Regions from separate parts of the Danio rerio genome. Here regions 1 and 2 are each linked to region 3. The links are chromatin contacts, called in public Hi-C and Micro-C maps. All regions are on one chromosome and are shown on one strand. Each heading gives the region's core, a stretch centred on a gene start, on an enhancer-like site or on the middle of the called end of the contact. The rest is flanking DNA. Distances are from core to core; before and after follow the strand shown.

The links. A called contact is a pair of places that touch in the nucleus more often than the background predicts.
Region 1: a contact with region 3 is called in a Hi-C map of hematopoietic stem cells, with 5 times the contacts expected there. The contact joins the promoter of ccdc88b here to the promoter of macrod1 in region 3. A contact is called at or near these places in 3 of 18 Hi-C or Micro-C datasets (caudal fin, hematopoietic stem cells and an unstated tissue).
Region 2: a contact with region 3 is called in a Micro-C map of caudal fin, with 6 times the contacts expected there. The contact joins the promoter of si:ch211-276i12.4 here to the promoter of macrod1 in region 3. A contact is called at or near these places in 3 of 18 Hi-C or Micro-C datasets (caudal fin, hematopoietic stem cells and an unstated tissue).

The regions. Positions count from the first base shown.
Region 1 is chr14:50,322,627-50,325,326 of GRCz12tu, reverse strand. It overlaps ccdc88b (coiled-coil domain containing 88B), which reads right to left and starts at 1,307. Exons shown (of 29, transcript NM_001386506.1): 1 at 1,000-1,307. The coding sequence starts at 1,059.
Region 2 is chr14:50,265,041-50,267,885 of GRCz12tu, reverse strand. It overlaps si:ch211-276i12.4, which reads right to left and starts at 1,445. Exons shown (of 8, transcript XM_073922226.1): 1 at 1,069-1,445. The coding sequence starts at 1,193.
Region 3 is chr14:50,590,681-50,593,545 of GRCz12tu, reverse strand. It overlaps macrod1 (mono-ADP ribosylhydrolase 1), which reads left to right and starts at 1,256. Exons shown (of 10, transcript NM_001004573.2): 1 at 1,256-1,724. The coding sequence starts at 1,427.

The DNA of each region.
Region 1 (2,700 bases), core at 58-2,557, 270 kb after region 3:
TGTGTGTGTGTGTGTGTGTGTGTGTGTGTGTGTGTGTGAATGAGTGTGTGGATGTTTCCCAGAGATGGGTTGCGGCTGGAAGGGCATCCGCTGGGTAAAAAACATGCTGGATAAGTTGGCGGTTCATTCCGCTGTGGCAACCCCAGATTAATAAAGGGACTAAACCAGAAAAGAAAATGAATGAATGAACTATATATATATATATATATATATATATATATATATATATATATATATATATATATATATATATATATATATATATATAGTCATTGTAAAATGATGGTTTGTTGTTGACTATTGATAAAAATATATAGCTTAAAGGGGCTAATAATTTTGACCTTAAAATGGTTGTGAAAAAAATACAAACTGCTTTTATTCTAGCTGAAATAAAACATAATAAGAAAGAAAAATATTATTATAATATTATAAATATTATACATACATACATACATATTATACCACAATACACAACAGTTTACTCTAGTAAAAACTCTAATGTATACTACTATATATTTGAGTTTATCAGTCTACTGTAGTTAAAATTACAGTATGCTGTAGCATTCGTCAACAATGAGTTGTAAATATTATATGCCTAAGGTATAATACACTACCATGATATGGTTCGAAAATACTGTAGTATTTACTATGAAGTGGGTTGTCAAACGTTCTTAAATTTAATTTAAAATTACAAAGACATCATAAAAAATAAAACGTGTGCTTAGTTTGAAGCATGGTAACTGGATTTACAGGTTCAAAAATGAAGACTCGAGAGTTTTGTTGCTGGATCATGATGTTTACCATGTTTCAAAATACTTTAACAGTCTATTATTACATTTTCACCAGGGAACACCATAAGTATTTTTATCATTAATCAGATGTAACGAACTAACGTCAGTTAATAATTTCTAAGGACTCCTTTATAAAGTTAACAAAACTTTTCACTGACCAAAATGAAGATTATCAAAGAGGTGTAGTAGTGTTTTGCTAGCCACCTACCCATGTAACAAGTGCACTTCCCATAAATTCTTCTATCATTTCCGTGACGTCTGAGTCCATCGTCTCTGTACCTGTATTTATTCCTCAGAACACAGCGGTTTACTTAAATAACAATATATTTTTAAGAGTACATTCATGGCTACCGTGAGTCTCTGGACAGAAGTGTGTCAAGGTAACCGTTTAACCGATCAAACATCTTTCTGTTTTTCTCTTCCTTCATTAGTCACACTTCGAAACCACACCGGAATCTAGAACTGCATTGCATTACTTCTGTTCCCCTCTCTGCGCGTCCTCGTGTCAGCTTGATGACGGCCGTGACACGCGCATTTCCACACTGAACACAGCAAAAGGGCGGCTCAAAACTTTTTAGATTAACTGTCTTAACTCTAGACTGTGTTTTGTGTTGAACCACTCTCCACGTACGCGAGCAATACCCTCAAAAAGTTTTGAGACACAACCACAATCCAAGTGTGTGGGCAACACAGGAAAATCAGATCTATTCATTTCTGTTGCCGTCATCAGTAACACATCAGTACCTATAATATTGATGTTGTCTGAATGCTAAATTACCGCTATACATCATTTGCAAGGTGACATTTAAGCAAAATTAAGTTTTGCCTCCATCTAGTGGTGGACGGCTGTAGTGTCCCTGTAAACCGTGTACAGTGGAAGTTAATGATTAGCTCTCCTGAATTATTATATTTTTCTTTTTAAGCATAATTGTTAGTATTAAATATAATAGTGAGTATTTAAATAACTAATTTTTATTAACTGATTTATTTTATCTTTGCCATGATGACAGTACATAATATTTTACAAAAACAAAATTCAAGACACTAGTTTTCAGCTTAAAGTGCAATTTAAAGGCTTAAAGGTGTTAATTGGGTTTATTAGGCAAGTCTTTGTATAACAGTGGTTTGTTTTGTAGACAATCAAAAAAATATTGCTTAAGGGGGCTAAAAATATTGACCTTAAAATGGTTTTAAAAATTAAAAAAATGCTTTTATTCTAGCCAAAATAAAACAAATAAGACTTTCTCCAGAAGAAAAAATATTATAGGAAATACTGTGAAAATTTTTTTGCTCTGTATATTTGGGAAAAATTTAAAAAGAAAAAATGTGTAGAAGGGCCAATAATTTTGACTTGAATTGTACATCAGAATACTTGCTTGAAACCATAATATATAATTATTGTAAATAGGCCTACTTGTGTTTTGAATTTTACCTCTGAAAGAAATTAAATTAAACTGTTGTGGTAATTCTACATCAGTTGCTGTGGTCATAAATTAACTGAAAAATGAATAACCCAATATTATATTTTACTACAATGAAAGCACCACAGTTTACTGTTGTAAAAGCTATAATATTTTACAGTTTATCCATTTACTATACTTAATACTGCAGCATGCTAGCCTGTAGCGTTCATCAATGAAGTGTTATAAACACTATAAAATCTATAAAAATCTGTAATTTTACGGTTTATTTCCAGCAGCTTGGGTGCCGGGAAAAAAATTGAAACAATGGCAGGTAAATTACAGAAACCTACTGTAAAATAACAGGTTGAACTACAGAAATTTACCAGAAATTTAAATTTAGGGAAATTTCTGTAATTTAATATCTGTTTTTTTAAGCAGCTGGGGTGCCGGAAATAAACCATAAAATTCAGATTTATTTTGTACAGAATAATACACAGAATATGCAC
Region 2 (2,845 bases), core at 196-2,695, 330 kb after region 3:
ATATTTAAATTTTATTTATTTTCTTATTCTCTCTGTTTGATTTTTATTATTATTTTTATGTCATCTTATGTGGCGAAGCTGTGGCGCAGTAGGTAGTGCTGTCGCCTCACAGCAATAAGGTCGCTGGGTCGCTGGTTTGAGCCTTGGCATTTTTGTGTGGAGTTTGCATGTTTTCCCTGCGTTCGCGTGGGTTTCCTCCGGGTGCTCCGGTTTCCCCCACAGTCCAAAGACATGTGGTACAGGTGAATTGGGTAGGCTAAATTGTCCATAGAGTGTGAATGTGTGTGTGAATGTGTGTGTTTCCCAGAGATGGGTTGTGGCTGGAAGGGCATCCGCTGCGTAAAATCTTGCTGGATAAGTTGGCGGTTCATTCCGCTGTGGCAACCCCGGATTAATAAAGGGACTAAGCCGATAAGAAAATGAATGAATGAATGAATGTTATCTTATGTGTGTATATTTTTGTGTATATATGTGGTATTTTACCTTATTATTTATATACTTATAATAATGTTTTCCTGATAATTTCTTGTTTGGTGAATTGCATCAGTGCGTGATACAATATATATTATGTATATTTTATTGTTTGACCTAAGATGAACCTAATAAAAGGAAGAAAAAAATTAATTTCAAGTACATTTCACACAAAAAAAAAAAAAATATATATATATATATATATATATATATATATATATATATATATATATATATATATATATATATATATATATATATATATATGAAATGGCAAGTAATTTTGGGTAAGAAAAATAAACATAGGATTTTATATAATATACAAAAAATATTTTTTTATTTACAATTTACACCATGTCACCTGTAAATGGAGCTAAAGCAAATTACTGAAGGTTGTCATCTTTAATCTTAACAATTAAAAAATTGTTTGTTTTTAATAATTTAGCTCAGTTTTAATCATTTTTATTGTTAATATCAACATTCCAGTTAATATCTAAGATAACCCTTCAAAATAACAACAATAACAGTGTTTAATATTTCATTTGATTGTGGTTAACAACACTGAAAAACACATATAATGAAAGTTTAAGCACAAACCTGTGTGATCCGTGGTGCTGATAATGGTTTGGGTGGTGTTGATGGTTGTGATGCTGATGGAAGTGTTTGTAAACTTTGACCTCATCCTCCGAGGAGCCGCGCACAGGCGTAAAGTATCTCTCCATGTCTTACTAATCTACCACTATCTACTTGACGCCTCCTTTGTAGTTCTAATTTCTTTTTTGTGCACTAAATATGTTATCCTTGTAGCTGATTTTGATTAAAGTTTGCTTTAATAATTAACTCCAGTTATTTAAAGAAATGCATTGAAAAGTGCATCTGTTAATAAGCAGTTGTTTATCCAGCAGGCTGGAGCAGCAGGAGTGACAGAAGTCTAATGCGGTCAGGAGTTTCTATCACCCGATATCCATCAGACTGTGATGTAATGAGTCCACATTGAATTAAGTGAAAACGCAGCAGGAGCACAATCGATTAGGCTTTGGTGAAAGGACATCGCATGACATGGAATTTGGGTTATGTACACAACAGCGTATGATTGAAATTCATAAGGGTGCTCGGACACATCACAATAGATTTATTGGAAGACATTTGTCTATATTCAACCAACAGATCTTCTTTATCTTGCATGCATGTGGCCGATTTATGACTTACAGAGATTCTGTCATTTGTGTTTGTAAATAAGGGACATTTAGCTATTTCAGTGATCACGTCTACTAATTTCAAAGACCTCAGAAATCTGATCATCCCCAAAAAACTACTTAAAATATCAGTAAATGTGCATTTTTTCTGTGTTTTGTGATTCATGTTTTTATTTTTTTTACTTCTCCATTTATGCTATTAGTGTGCATTATGGGAGCTTGTTCTTTCTTCCAATGACCTTTAAAGTTGAAAAGTTAGATAAAGTGACTTAATATTTTTTATGGTTTAAGGCAGAGATGGCCAAAGTAGAGCCCACAGGCCAAAAATGGCCCATTTTATCATTTGGTTTAACCCACCATCCTATCTGAGTGGGAGTGAGACTGATGGAGAAGGTTAGGTTGAATGATCCAGACACAGAGATCGTCATTTCTAGTTTGATGTAGCCTTTTTTTGCTTGTTTTAATGCTACAAAAATTAAATGTTACTATTAAATGTTGTAAACAAATCTGAGTTTTTTAATATAAATACAGTCACTCAACAGATATCGGCAAGCGAATCAAGGCAACAACTAGTGTAATGCTGTTATAAATCAGATTGTTTTGTCTGTATAAGTTTATTATAAAATGTTTTTTAATACTGTATTAGTGAATATAAAGCAATGTTTTCTAGTCATTTTAAACATTATTATATAAATTGGAAACTATATTTACTTTCAGCCCACTAGCCTCAATTAAGTTTTTTTTTTTGGCCCTTCATAAGAAAAAGTTTGAGCACCCCTTTTTAAAGTGATCTATTGTCTGGGTTGGTGTTGTGTATTACGGTACGACAATCTTGTAATAAGCTGCCAGTACATTTGCTGTTATTTTACAGACCTTTTTTTCTTTTATTTTCTTTTATTTCTTTTATTTATAATATTTTAAACTACTAAAATGTCACTTTGTAAAAACGTTATTTTAAAGACTTTCATGTTTAAGACTTTAAAGACCTATTTATCTCTATAGTATTTCATTAAATTACTTCAAATTACTAAAATGTCAAAAAAATCACTTTGTTAAACTGAAGAATTTTAAACTTTAAAAGTGGACAAATATTAAATATATATATATATATATATATATATATATATATATATATATATATATATATATATATATATATATATATATATATATATATA
Region 3 (2,865 bases), core at 7-2,506:
GCATGTGGGCCAAAGTTGGCCCATTGTAAACTTTGATTTGGTCCTTTATCTCATCTGAGAGGAGAGTGAGAAGGATGGAGAGGGTTGGGGTAAACACCTTTAACACAGGCATGGTCATTTCTAATTTGACGTATAGCCTTTTTTGTTCATTTTATTGTGTTCATTTTATTGCTGAGCTACAAAAAAGCAAAGGGAAATTAATTGTTTCAATTAAATGTTTTAAATGAATGTGATTAAAATGCAAATACTGTAACTTGACGGACCGAATATGCAGAAGACATTGACGAGCAAATCAAGGCAAAAACTAGTGTTATTCTATTCTAAATGATATTTGAGTTTTTTTTTTTTTTTTTTACTGTAATAAGTTAAATATAAAATGCAAATAATACTGTATTAGCCAATATAAAGCAACGATCTCTAGTCATTTTTAAATATTATTCAATTAATTAGGAAATTACCCATGTCAACTATATTTACCTTCGGCCCACTATAGCCTCAATCAAGTTTAATTTTTGGCTCTTTATAAGAAAAGGTTTGGGCACCTCTGTATGGAGGATGAAACCTGCAAAAACAATAAATTCCTGCATAAATAAAACGATAAATAAATATGCAAATAAATAAATACGCAAATAAATAAATAAATCTACAAATTCCTGCTAAAATAAAACAATAAATAAATAAATATGCAATTAAATAAATGAATGAATAAATACACAAATTCCTGCAAAAATAAAACAATAAATAAATGCGCAAATAAATGAATAAATAAATCTACAAATTCCTGCATAAGTGAAACAATAAATGCATAGTTAAGCAAACCAATAACTAAATATGCAAATAAATAAATACACAAATTCCTGCAAAAAATACAATAAATACATAAATATGTAAATAAATAACTGAGCGAATAAATATATTAACAATAGCAATAAATATAATAAATATATAAATAAATATATTTGAATATGTATTTATTATTTTATTTATGCAGGAATTTGTGGATTTATTTATTTACATATTTATTGTTTTATTTATACAGGACTATGTGGGTTTTTATATGTATATATTTTTTGAATATTTATTGTTTTATTTATGCAGGAATTTGTGGATTTATTAATTTGTTGCTTTTGCAGGTTTCGTCCTGCTTTAGAACAAAAATATAATAGGAAATAGTATTGCGCTTACACCGTCCATCCGCTAGATGTCAGTACAGGATGAATGATCATACGTGCGTGAACTTCTTGGACCCCTACATGTTGGTACAATCCTATTTACCTTCATCTTATCAGACGTTTAACTTTCAGTTTCACTAGTGTTAATTCACAACCTGCATATAGACTGAGTGTTAAATTTATAGCGAACTCCAATTCGAGGACACATTGAAAGCGACCTTAAACATTTAATCAGCAGCAGTGAAGAGCAGATCATGGCGTTTCAGATGTCTAAAGTGTCCGCTCGTGTTTGTGTTTGGAGTCGCAGCTTCAAAGCGCAGTTCTGCTCTGGTGTTACCCGTAAAGCAGGCCAGTTTGAGAAGCTTTCCGCAGCCGCAGTGTGTGTTCCCCGGCCCGGCTATGCTGCTGTGATGGGGCTGCGGGTTGTGCTCGGCGCTGCGGGGGTCTCAGCGGCGGCGTGCGCGGCCCTGAGCACGAGCACGCTTTATGCCATGAGCGCGCGACCCGAGCTGAACCTGGAGTCTGACAGAAGCGACTGGAAACAGGCGAAGAGTGAGTCTCTCTGTATACAGAGTGAATAGCTGACAGAGAAATGTACTTTAACCTAAATACAAAGTTATGTTACTTTTTATAGTAAGTAATGCGATACATTACTTTTGAGTTACTTTCGCGTTACTTTTTATTACATGAGGATTGATCTCGTTCAGAACCTTTTTTAAATAGAGGTGCTCTGCAATTAACAACACACTGTATAACCTACAACCTAATTTAACTTTAAAAAACACTTTCAAAATATTATTTTAGGATGTTATCTGTGAACAGATTAATAATACAGAATATTAAACGTTTAAAGAGCCCCCATTATGCATTAATAAAGGTCATATTTTGGTTTTGGGGGGTCTCCAACAACAGGCTTATATGCATGAAAGGTCAAAAAACACTTTCATTGTCTTATAATCTGCATTTTTTTTTTACCTAATTATCCCAACGACTCTCATGATTCGATCTGTTCTATAGGCAAAAGGGGGTATTTGATGGTTCCGAAACCCCTCCTTAGTGCAATACTAATTTGCACTGATTGGTCCGATGACCCAGTCTATTGGTCTATTGGTCTATTGGTCGACTGCATTCAGCGTGAGACAGAGAGAAATGCCCACGATGGCTTATCAACAATTTTGAAGTAGTCAGAGTAGAGAGTATGTGTTAGCCCAGTGCAGGAGTGCATTAAAGCAGTGCAGTTTAACACCAGCATGTTGCTCTATTCTTAACCATAAGTAAAAACAGTGACACACATTCAGTATTAATCCACACAGCGAGAAAAGCTGAACTATTTTCAAACTTAATCACCGCACATGTGGGACCAGCTGATGGTGGCCATAGCAACGACAAATTGCAGTGGAACGCGAGCTCACAAATGCGTTTAAATCCGTAAACACATGTTGCGTTTACAACGTGGTTTTAGACGCAATATGAGAATCTAGAGTTAACCTGATACAGTACTAGCGATTACAAGTAACAAAACGCAATTAAGTACATAATTTGCAAGCTAGAGAAAATGAGGAGGAAACCATTTTAATCACACTTACACACTTACACAAGAAACGGATCCATGAACTGTGTATTGTAAAGTTCCTGTCAAGCTCTTTCCTTTAACAAACGGCCGACGAATCCCCTGTGTAGATTGCTGAAGCAC